2 separate regions of the Sus scrofa genome follow, and region 1 is linked to region 2. The links are chromatin contacts, called in public Hi-C maps. All regions are on one chromosome and are shown on one strand. Each heading gives the region's core, a stretch centred on a gene start, on an enhancer-like site or on the middle of the called end of the contact. The rest is flanking DNA. Distances are from core to core; before and after follow the strand shown.

Evidence for each region. A called contact is a pair of places that touch in the nucleus more often than the background predicts.
Region 1: a contact with region 2 is called in a Hi-C map of liver, with 2.7 times the contacts expected there. The contact joins the promoter of YPEL1 here to the promoter of TOP3B in region 2. A contact is called at or near these places in 7 of 47 Hi-C or Micro-C datasets (blood, brain, embryonic fibroblasts and 3 more) and 1 of 2 datasets of contacts at active chromatin or transcription factors (alveolar macrophages).

Annotation. Positions count from the first base shown.
Region 1 is chr14:50,187,142-50,193,202 of Sscrofa11.1, reverse strand. YPEL1 (protein yippee-like 1) reads right to left here and starts at 2,562. Exons shown (of 5, transcript XM_003132989.4): 1 at 2,385-2,562.
Region 2 is chr14:50,015,789-50,021,787 of Sscrofa11.1, reverse strand. TOP3B (DNA topoisomerase 3-beta-1) reads right to left here and starts at 1,376. Exons shown (of 19, transcript XM_021072739.1): 1 at 1,275-1,376.

The DNA.
Region 1 (6,061 bases), core at 1,313-3,812, 170 kb before region 2:
TTTGGCAAAGGGCTGGCAAGATGCCTCAATGCCTCACAAACCCCATGGGGACCCTGGTTCGGAGGCTCTGCAGGTGCCAGAGCAGGGGTCCCTTCCCAGGTATGATGAAGCTTGGCTCCGTGATTTCATTTTTCTATCGCCTTCCAACACGCTTTCAGCAGACCTGGTGCTATTACAGGAGGGATGTCACCCAGCAGTCAACTGGACCTCGTCCTCTCGACTTCTCTCCGGAATCCCACTCACACTGCTTTCCCCAGAACCCAGAACTTTCTCCATCCTCCCCTCAATTCTCTTGTCAAAATTTCCATTCACTCCCTGGAGGTTTCACTGATTAGCAAATCTAAATACTTTCTAAAGAGTTAAAACCAAGTGATTCTCAAATGAAGAGTGTTAAAGATGAATGGTTTTAAAGCAAGATTTCTGCTTCTGTACCTTTGAAACTATTTTCCACTCATCAGTCTTCCAGGGAGAGAAAGACACTGAAACCACCATGACAAGTCCCTTGCTCCCTCCACCCCCACCACTGTCCCCCTGACAGAGGGTTCTGATGGAACCTAGTGGAGGAGGTAGGAATCAGACAGACAGGAACACGGCTCTCAATATAAAGAGTTTTATAAATTTTAGTTCTTCAAAAGTGGAAAAAATATTGCTTGGAGTTTAAAGAATGTATCTTTATCAGTTTTTAGTTTTGGCAAACACACCATGGCAATGTGGGGCAGTCACAATGGGGACACTGGGTGTGGGGAACGTTGGGACTATCTGTACTATCTTTGCCACTTTCATCTAGATCAAAAGTTATTCCAAAACAATATTTAAAGGAGTCCCGTCGTGGCTCAGTGGTTAACGAATCCGACTAGGAACCATGAGGTTGCGGGTTCGATCCCTGCCCTTGCTCAGTGGGTTAAGGATCCGGCGTTGCCGTGACCTGTGGTGTAGGTTATAGACTTGGCTCGGATCCTGCGTTGCTGTGGCTCTGGCGTAGGCCAGCAGCTATAGCTCCGATTCGACCCCTAGCCTGGGAACCTCACCTCCGCATGCCGCGGGAGCGGCCCAAGAAATAAAAAAACAAACAAAACCAATATTTAAAGTCAGAAAAACTATGGGGACAAAGAATGAATATCTAAATTGATATATCTGAGTTCCCTTTGTGGCTCAGCAGTTAATGAACCTATCATTCATGAGGACATGGGTTTGACCCCTGGCCTTGCTCAGTGAGTTGAGGATCCGGCGTTGCCTTGAGCTGTAGTGTAGGTGTCAGAAGCCGCTCCAATCCCGCGTCGCTGTGGCTGTGGTATAGGCTGGCGGCTACAGATCCGATTGGACCCCTAGCCTGGGAACCTCCATATGCCAGGGGTGTGGCCCTAAAAAAAGACTAAAATAAATTTAAATATCTGATTCACTTTACTGTACACCTGAAACTAATATAGCAATACAGTAAGTCAACTATACTCCAATAAATAAAAAATCAGAGACTATTAATCAGATTGGTAATTAAGATCATTTGCCCAATCAGGCCAGGCCCTGTGCTACAGCTGCGGTAAGACATGGATTCCCCAGGTCCTGGATGAGGGGTTCCCACCGTGGAATAACTCTAGCTCCGTGGGATGCAAGGGGAGGGCGGTGGGTAGGGGGTGCCCAAAGGCTCAGAATTAGCACCCCTCAGACCAAAGCCCACGGCCAGGGCTTGGGGAAGCAGGGAAGGATTACAAAACTCCACACGGGGATGGAGCAGACTCCTGCCACATCTCCTAGAGCAGGGGGGAGGCTGGAGCGTGCGCAGGTGACACACCTGAAACTGATCCCCAGAGGAGGTAAGCTCAGGTAGTTTAGCAGAAAGAGGGACTGGAAGGTAGAAAGAGTACCATTCCTGGTAAAGGAAACAACAGGTTGAGGGGTGTGTTTCGCGGCGAGAAAGGAAGAAAAAATGCAACCGAACAGAAAAAGCTCGGGGGCGGGGACACTGATTCCTCTGAGGCATCGTCCCATCTTCCCTCCCTAGAGCTCCAGCGCCCGCAGGAGGCAGGCCCGGGGGAGGGACCACGGTTTTGGGGAGCTTAGGCTGTGCAAGCTTCGCACCCACAGAGCCCTGGTGGTGCCACAAGTGGTGGACGAAGGCGAGCGTTTCACTTCGGCCTCGACCTTCACGTGGGGAACTCGAAACGCCCCCTTTGCCATGAACTCGCCGGGAGGCCTCTTTTGTCCTCATTTCCCTCCCCAGTCGAGACCTTTTTCTAGAGGGAAAAGCCTATTACCATCGGGCGCGGAGCTCCTTCCATCCCTTCTCCGGGTCAGGGGGAGAGAGAACGGGGGAGACGCTCCCGGTCCCGCCGCCCTCCAACCAGCCCAACGACGCCCGGTGAGCACCCCCGGCCCGCCCTACTCACGGCCGCCCGCCGGTCCGCGCCCCGGCCCGCAGCGCCCATCGGCACGGCCTCGCTCAGCGCGGGCGCGGCTCTCCGGAGGGCCCGGCGCGGCCCGGGACGCGCTGCGGCGGTTGGCGCCTGGGCCGCGCGCGAGACATCCCCGCCGCCGCCGCCCGCGGGCCGCCTGCCCTTTGTTTTGGAGCTGCGGCCCCGCCGCGCCGCCGTTAACGGCCTCGGAGCGCGGCACCGGCCAATCAGCGCCCGGCCCCGCCGCAGCCCAGCCCCGGCCCCGCCCCGGCGCGCCTCCTCCTGTAGCTCGGCCCGCTAGCCCTCTGCAGGGCGGGGCGGGGCGCACGTGCGCCGGGGCGCGCCGCGCTCCCATTGGCCTGCCGGCGGAGCGCGTCCTCGGACCCAGCCTGTGAGGGTCGAGGGGCGCGGGGTGGGGCCTGGTGGGGCGGGCTCAATGAGGAGCTCAGCGCGCCGGCGCGGATTGCCTTGGGTTGGGCGATCCGCCTGCACGGGTCTCGGGCGGTGGGGACTTCGCACCCCGGAAAGGCCCCGGTCACCCGCTTTTCCCGACATTCGTGCGTTGGCCGAGAGGACTGGGAACCTGGGGCGCGAGTGGGGCTTCCTGGCCGGACCCCTTGGCCACCCCATCCCGGAGCGAGTCCTCCGCGTCGCCTGCCCAGACCCCCTCTAGTTCGCTCGGAGCCGCTGGACTTGAGCGCCTCGGATTGCGCACCTGGCCTGACGGGAAGCCCTTGGCCCGGCAGCTCCGTCTGCCCCTTAACCGCACTCCGTCCCCCAGGCCTCCCTGGCGGTCTTCGTGTGGGTCCCAAAGCCTTTCTCCCTAGATTGGTGTTTAAATCACGTCGTCAGCACCACCATCGCGCACCGTCGAGGTCACAGTGTAGATACCATTTTTTACATGGTAGCACCCTTGAAGCTTCTTTCCTTTTTAGGATACAATGTATCTGCACGGCTCTCGGTGGCTTGGGTGAGCTCTGATTCACTGTTAGAGAGCGGCTATGTTTCCACAAGCCCGCCGCACAGGGTCTTGAAGCTGGTTCCTCAAAGGAGTGTCAGCATCTCTTCATTAACTATTAAGCCTTTCAGGTCTCCTTCAATTTCCAACTGAGTTTCTTTTTTCTTCTGAATTTCAGAATTCCTTAGATTGTTTTAAATATTAACTTTTAGTTGATTTTTTTTTTTTTTTTTTTTTTTTTTGCCTTTTCTAGGACCGCTTCCCGCGGCATATGGAGGATCCCAGGCTAGGGGTCCAATTGGAGCTGTAGCTGCCGGCCACAGCCACAGCCACAGCAACGCGGGATCCGAGCTGCGTCTGCGACCTACACCAGAGCTCACCGCAACGCCGGATCCTTCACCCACTGAGCAAGGCCAGGAATCGAATCCGCAACCTCATGGTTCCTAGTTGGATTCGTTAACCACTGTGCCACGACAAGAACTCTTTTTTCTTTTCTTTCTTTTTTTTTTTTAAGGGCAGCACCCACGGCATATGAAGGTTCCCAGGCAAGGGGTCTAATCAGAGCTACAGCTGCCGGCCTACACCACCACAGCAATGCCAGATCATTAACCCACTGAGCGAGGCCAGGGATGGAACCCACAACCTCATGGTTCCTAGTCGGATTCCTTTCCGCTGCACCACGACAGGAACTCCTTAACATTTAGTTGGTTTTCCATTGCAAATATATTTTCTCAGCCACTCCTTTCTTGAAAAAAGAAATCCTCGTTTTGATGTGAGCCATAGTTTATATAATTTTGTATCCTGCTTTTTTCTGTTTTTGCAGATATTTTTTTTCCCAAGATGTGCAGAAGTTCCCTGGCCAGGGATTGAAATGGCACCACTGCAGTGATCAGAGCCACAGCAGTGACAGTGCCAGATCTTTAACCTACTGAGCCATCAGGGAACTCCCAATTTGCCGTTATTCTTTGCATTATGGTTCCTACCTTCCTTCTTGGAGACACAGTTCTCCCTTAGAATCAAAGTGACTGAGGTATATACCCGAATCTTGGAGGACTCCGCCAGTGCCCTGGCCTGTCAGCTCATTGGCCCTTTTTTGCAAGGATCTTGTCCTCTGTGTGACTCTGATGCACACTGACCTCTCTGACCACTGACCAGTGCCTTCCAAATATTTTTTCCTTTATTTTTCTTCTTTTTAGGGCCACACCTGCAGCATATGGAAGTTCCCAGGCTAGGGATCGAATTGGAGCTGCAGCTGCCAACCTATAGCACAGCCACAGCAAAGTAGGATCAGAGTCATGTCTGGGACGTACACCACAGCTCACGACAACACCGGAACCTTAACACACTGAGCAAGGCCAGAGATCAACCCACATCCTCATGGATACTAGTCAGGTTCTTAACCTGCTGAGCCACAACAGGAACTCCCCTTTCAAATATTTTTAACTATGACTACAGTTAAAACAAAACATTGGATGTTCCTGTTGTGGCACAGTGGTTACGAATCCAACTAGAAACCATGAGGTTGCAGGTTTGATCCCTGGCTTTACTCAGTGGGTTAAGGATCCAGTGTTGCCATGACCTGTGGTGTAGGTTGCAGATGCGGCTTGGATCCCACATTGCAGTGGCTCTGGCGTAGGCCAGCGGCTACAGCTCCGATTTGACCCCTAGCCTGGGAACCTCCATATGCCGTGGGAGAGGCCCTAGAAAAGACCAAAAAAAAAAAAAAAAAAAAAAAAAAAGCATTTTACTGGAGTTCCTGCTGTGTGTTAAAAGGATCTGGCATTGCCAAAGCTGTGGTACAGGTCGCAGTTGCAGCTCAGATTCAATCTCTGGTCCGGGAACTACAATATGCCACAGGTGCAGCCATAGAAAAAAATACATTTTATGGGTATGAAGTTTCTGTTTAGGATGAGGAAGAATTTGGGGAATGGATAGTGGGGTCCCATGGTTGTGTGACCTGGATCATCCTCAGCTCTCCTGACTTCCTGCTTCCATCCTTGTGAGCCTTTAACCAGCTAGATGTCCAGAGGGACCAGTCCCAGGGCATCACCCTCGCTTCTGACACCAACTGCAGGCTTGGGGTCTCGAGGATGACCTCAGGTCTGACCATCTCCTAGAAGGACTCATAGAAAGTGGTTACACTTGCTGTTTAAGTTACAACAGAGAAAGGGTATGGGATTAAATTCAGCCCCTGGAACAAGCTCATGAGCATGGAGGCCCGGCTGTCCTCTCCCTGTGGACTCATGAGGCCTCTTCTCCTGGCACCAATATGAGCGTTGCCGGCGAGGAAGCTCATGGGGCCTGGGGCAGAGTTTTCTTTGGGACTCCATCACACCAGCATTGTAACCAAGCAGGACCCTCTGGAACTTCACAGAACAGACCCCCTTCCATGTCCTCCACTTGCCTTTGGTCTGTAGAAAAACTTTAGTCAAAGAATAAATTAAATCAGGAGTTCCTTAGACACATGAAAAAATGCTTGGCATCACTAATTATTAAAGAAATGCAAATCATAACTACAATGAGGTACCACCTCACACCAGTCAGTATGGCCATCAATAGTAAGTCTACACATAACAAATGCCGAAGAGGATGTGGAGAAAAGGGAACCCTCCTACCCTGTTAGGAATGCAAATTGGTACAACTACAATAGAAGACAGTATGGAGGCCCCTCAGAAAACTAAACATAGAACTACAACATGAGCCAGCAGTCCCT
Region 2 (5,999 bases), core at 127-2,626:
ATCCTTAATTCACTGAGCTGAGGTCAGGGATTGAACCCGAGTCCTCATGGATACTAGTTGGGTTTGTTACCACTGAGCCACAACAGGAACTCAAGTTCAATTTTGTTGCCTGCCAAAGCTCTGAGCCTGAAGTTTGTCCTCTATTGCATAAAAGGAGATTAGCGAGTGCTAAGAGGATATTAACAGCAAACACCCCAAATTAAGGCTATAATTAGAGGGCTGAAAATCAAAGGAAGTAGAGGTTAACTTGTTATAACCCTGGCCACTCACAAGACAATGGTATGTGTCTTTTGGAAGCACTGTAGATAAAGTCCTTTACCACCAGTGACTTACACACAGGTGGATCACACAAGTGGATCTAGCCTGGGAATGGAGGCCTAGCAGTGGTCTGTTTATCACTTAGAGCCCTAGGGTTTCCCGCCTTAGTCACTTTATCAAACACCTATGGAGTCAGGAGGACAAACCACCCTTTAAGCTCCTCCTCTGCAGCCATGCTATAGCTGAAAACACAACTGTATTTTATCTTGCCAGCAATGCTACAAGGCCTACGTTGTAATTTTTGAAACTGGGTAGACTGGGAGGTTGAAAACAATTCAGACTAGTGTCAGGTGACCTTTGTCAGGGCTCTAGGGACCCCAGAACTCGCTGGCCACCGAGCCCAGGCTGGGCTGAATTTTCATGACCTGTTCTTTTTTTTTGTCTTTTTTGGGCCAACCCGTGGCATATGGAGGTTCCCAGACTAGGGGTCTAATCGGAGCTGTAGCCACAGGCCTAGGCCACAGTCACAGCAACGCGGAATCCTTAACCCACTGAGTGAGGCCAGGGATTGAACCCTCATCCTCATGGTTCCTAGTCGGATTCGCTAACCACTGCGCCACGACGGGAACTCCATGACCTGTTCTAAGGCTGAGGGACAAAAGAGGTAAAATGAGGCCTTTGTGAGAAAGTACTGCCTGGATTCCAGCGAATTTGTTCACAAAAGTGCTCTCCCTCCCTCCTTCCTTCTTCTGCACCAACCACTCCCCGTGGAGAAACACGCCCCGGCTCCCTCCAGACCGAGCTGGGCCGGGGGCAGCAGCGGAGCCTGGACCGCGAACCCCGAGTCTGTCGCCCGCGGCGCGGCCCCACCGACGGCTCGGTCCACAGAGGCTTCAGGGGCAGCGCCAGCTCCCTCTGGGCGCTCCCAGCCCCGCCCAGCGGGAGGAGGCGCCGAGAACCGGAGCCCGGCCTGGACCCGCTCCCGAGCCGCCCGCCACCCGCCGTCCGCCGCTCACCGCGTCGCGGATCCCGCTCCGCCTCTCCCTCCCCGCGGCCTTCGGCGACCTGCTTCCGGGTCCGGCCGCGGACGTCGTCCCCCACGTGCCCTCCGGCGCCGCACGCCGGTGTCTGCGGGTTCCGAGGCGCAAGCGTTCCGGGGCACATCCTCCAGTCGGCTCTAGCCTAGCATTCCGGGTCCGCAGGGGTTCCCAAACCCCGCCCTGGTTTCGCCCTGCTGCGGTCCGCAAGGGGTTCCCAAACCCTCCGCCCCATTCTTCCTGGCCGCGGGGAGGCAATAATGACAATTATCTACAAAGATGAAAACTGGATAAGCGTGAAAACATATATGTTGTTCATAATTAAAAACTAAAAACTACAGATGTGTGTATAGCAGGCTTCTTTCAATGCTATAAACATCTGTGGAATGAATGAATGATCTATGTAAAACATATCTGGAAAACGAATTGGAATATAATCGTCTCTTTCGTGTTAGAACTATAAGATTATGGAAGATTTAAAGTAATTTTTATGGCTTTATTTTTACATATTTTACATAATAGAGTGCACACACTTCCTTTGCTCCCCTAGACATCTCCCCCAATTTGCCTTTATTGAAACCAGCCCTGACAGATGCCCTGGAAAAAGGAAAGTTCTATGGCCAAATTAAGATTGGGAAATGCCCAAAATTCTGTCACCATGAGATCTCACTCTCAAAACAGAACTGCTGATTGCAAACCCCCTCCTTGGCAGGTTCTCCATCTCCAAAATGGCAATCCCATCCTCCTGGTGGCTCAAGCTGCAGGCATTCCGGATTCCTCTTTCTCACACTCCTTATCCATCACCGTCTTCAAAATATACTTGAGATCCAATCCAGCCTCCTTGCCTTGGCTGCCACCATCCTGAGCCATCTCCCTCCTGGCCCCCACATCACTGCCTTGTAGTCTGTCTCCATGCAGCCCCCACTGAAGGTGGCCAGTGCTAAGGTCGAGTCCCGGGTGTCATTAGCTGCCAGAGAGGCAAAACCAGAGCTCCTCTGTCACTTAATCCAGCTCAGGGGTTCATTCTGCAGAGCAAGAGGAGGGACCTGAGGGCTGGACAAGAGGAGGGGCTCTGAGTGGTCGGCTCCAGAAACGCAGGGGTCTCCATCAAGCTGAGAAAGTGCAGTTGGCCTGTACACTCTGCAGCTGAGTCCTCCCCACTTGCCTCCTGGGGAGCAGCGGTCTGGCCACCCTGGGGCCCCTTACATGGACAAATGAGTCAGGTTGAGAAAAGTCCTTAGGCCCCCCTCACTGAGGTGCTGGGGTGGTGGGTGTGATGGCTGAGCTCCTGGGTCTCCTTTCTTTCTGGTTGGACACAGGCTGGGCCTTGGTTTTCCTGATACTGTTAATAGTTAACATCACCCTGTGCTTACTTTGTGCTGGGCCCTTCTCTGTTTTTTTTTTTTTTTTTTTCTTTTCTTTTCTTTTTTTTGTCTTTCTAGGGCTGCACCTGTGACATATGGAGTTTCCCAGGGTAGGGGTCAAATTGGAGTTATAGATGCCAGCCACAGCCACAGCCATAGCAACGCTGTGTCTGAAATCTACACCACAGCTCACAGCAATGCCGGATCCTTAAGCCATTGAGCGAGACCAGGGATCGAACCCACGTCCTCATGGATACTAGTCAGATTTGTTTCCACTGAGCCATGATGGGAACTCCTGGGCCCTTCTCTATTTTCAAGGCATTTGATTCTCATTACAACTCTAGAGACTAGATAATATCATTATCTTGATATCACATATACGGAAACAGGTCACACAGGTGTAAATGGCAGAGCTGGATTCAAAACTAGGCAGCAGGGTCCCAGAGGTCAGGTCAGCTGCTGGCCACAGGGTTTCTCTCTGCTTTCTCCTTCTTGTCATTTCTTCAGGCTCCAGGCCTAGTCTGTGATGACCCAACCGGCCTCGGTGTCTGGGGTCTAGGATACATGGCCAGCACATCCTGCACAGGAAACAGCAGCCACCTTGGGAACATGTCCCAAACTGGTACCAGCCGAGTCCCCAAAGTTCTGTGTTCAAGAACAACAATTGGCCCTTAGGGGCCTGGCTTGGTTCTTTGGCTCCCAGTTGGGCAACACAGCCATCCCGAACACTGCAGGGCTCCAGCTGAGGATGAGACGAGTTATCACTCATTCTATGAGATCACAGCGAAGGCTGTGTGGCTCCAAGCTCGAGACCTCAGGGGAAGTGGGACACACCCCTTGGCCCCTCTAGACACTAGCGACATCTGTTGAGTAAATTTTACTCTTTCATGTCACCAAGATGGATCAATTCTGGCATTTTCCTATTTCTTTTGCTCACATCTTACTGATACCAGTTCCATGTGCATCTCTGCCTTCCCTCATGATGACTAACCATGGCATAATTGATGACAGTTCAATGTGACCTATTTTATTTTATTTTAAGGCTGTGCCCACAGCACTCAGAAGTTCCTGGGCCAAGGATCGAACCTATGCCACAGCAGCCACCAGAGCCACAGCAGTGACAACTCTAGATCCTTAACCTGCTGCATTACCAGAGAACTCCCAACTCTGACCTTTGTACTTGGAAGTCATTTTGGCTGGACTTAAAATCCTTGGCTCACATTCTTTCCCCCTTAAGTATCTTAAATATATCATACATTTCTTTTGGTATAAAATGTTGCTTTCAGCATTCCCATTGTGGCTCAGTGGTAATGAACCTGACTGGTATTCATGAGGACACAGTTTCCATCTCTGGCCCCACTCAGTGGGGTTGAGGATCCAGCATTGCTGTGGCTGTGGTGTAGGCTGGCAGCTGCAGCTCTGATTCGATCCTTAGCCTGGGATCTTCCATGTGCCTTGGGTGCAGCCCTAAAAAAAAAAAAAAAAAAAAAAAAAAAAAAAAAGACAGGCATCAGACAGCACAGTTGTGGCCTGAGGAGAAAGCCACAGACCAATGAAACATAGTAGAGCTCCCAGTCAAGGACAGGATATACGCCTGTCAATCGACTTTTGATGAAGGCACCAATGCAATAGGAGAAAGGAAAGTTTTTTCAATAAATAGTGCTTGAAAAAAAATGAGCCTCAGCTTTTACTTCACACCCTTCTGGCTTCTGCTGCTGTCCATTAGTTTTGTCTATACTCCCCAGAAATGAGAAAAGATAGTTTCTTAGGCTGCAGGCTCCATAATGGAAGTCATTATTTCCCTACAACCAAGAAATTATCATTCTTTTCCTACTTTCTCAGCATATTTTTCCTTAATCAGGAATCACGTACAACAGTGATTTTCAAACAAAGCCATCCTCAGACAATCAGAAAACAACCAAAAATGCAAGTCTTTTCTCCATTTTCCAGGCACAATCTCATGGACTAAAAAAGTTGTTAAGGAGTTCCTGTCGTGGCACAGCAGAAACGAATCCGTCTAGGAACCATGAGGTTGCGGTTTCGATCCCTGGCCTCGCTCAGTGGGTTAAGGATCCAGTGAGCTGTGGTGTAGGTCACAGAAGCGGCTCGGATCCTGCATTGCTGTGGCTGTGGCGTAGGCCGGCGACTACAGCTCTGATTAGACCCCTAGCCTGGGAACCTTCATATGCTGTGGGTACGGCCCCAAAAAGACACACACACACACAAAAGGCATTTGTAGTACACCATTAATTGGAAAACAAGAAAAAACTGCACCAAGGAACATTACGTTGATGGGCAGTGTGCTGAGGCCTTTCTCCCCACCTGGGAAGTACTTTTGTCCAGGGCTGCTCCACAGGTGGCTGGAACTTGAAGAGTCACAGACACCCAAACAGTTCTAGGGTTTCTGGAGACAGAGCTCCTGGGACCATCTCCTGTGACCTAGACGAGCACCTCCTTGCATTCCTTTCTGCCCTAAGGGAATAACTAAAGAGCCACCAGGGTGTGCAGGTGTATCTGTGACTCCAGCAAAACCCAGGTAAACACACAGTGCAGAAATGGATTCTCTGCACAAGAATCTGCCTCCCCACTTCCCCTAAAATTTCTAAGGATATCTTATTGATAAACACCTAGTGAGATAAAAAGAAAAGCAAACCACATGGCTGTATACAATGAGGAAGAGGGTAGCTTTAAATTCTTCATAATTTTGTATTAATTTGAGGTTATAATACTTGGAGTAGTCATTTGGGAACACGGCTAAATCATTGTGCTTTCATGTGCAAGAATAAACAGACAAGAATAATGGTCAAGGAAGAGTTCCCCCAGTGGCTCAACGAGTTCAGGCCCAACATTGTCTCTGTGAGGATGCAGGTCTGATCCCTGGCCTGGCTCAGTGGGTTAAGGATCCGGTGTTGCTGTAAGCTGCAGCGTAGGTCGGCCACAGATGCAGGTTGGATGCAGTGTTGCCATGGCTGTGGCATAGGCCACAACTGCTGCTCTGATTCGACCCCCAGCCCAGGAACGTCCATATGCTGCAGCTGCGGTCATTAAAGCAAACAAACAAACAAAAAAAACAGAATAATGAGACAAGAACAGGGAGAGAAAAGCACTGCCAGCTACCTGAAGCTGCAAAGCCTGAGACAACAGCATGAGATCAATGGTGATGACAGAAGGCACGTTGCAAGGCTCACCTTATTAGCCAGGCCACCGCCATCTGCCCATCACATCATCTCTTAGTCCCACATTCATCCAGTGTTCATCTGAGCACCTAGCAATTGTCAAGCCTTGGGGATACAGTGGAGGAAACAGACAAAAACATCTGCCCTCCTTTGGCTGACTTTGT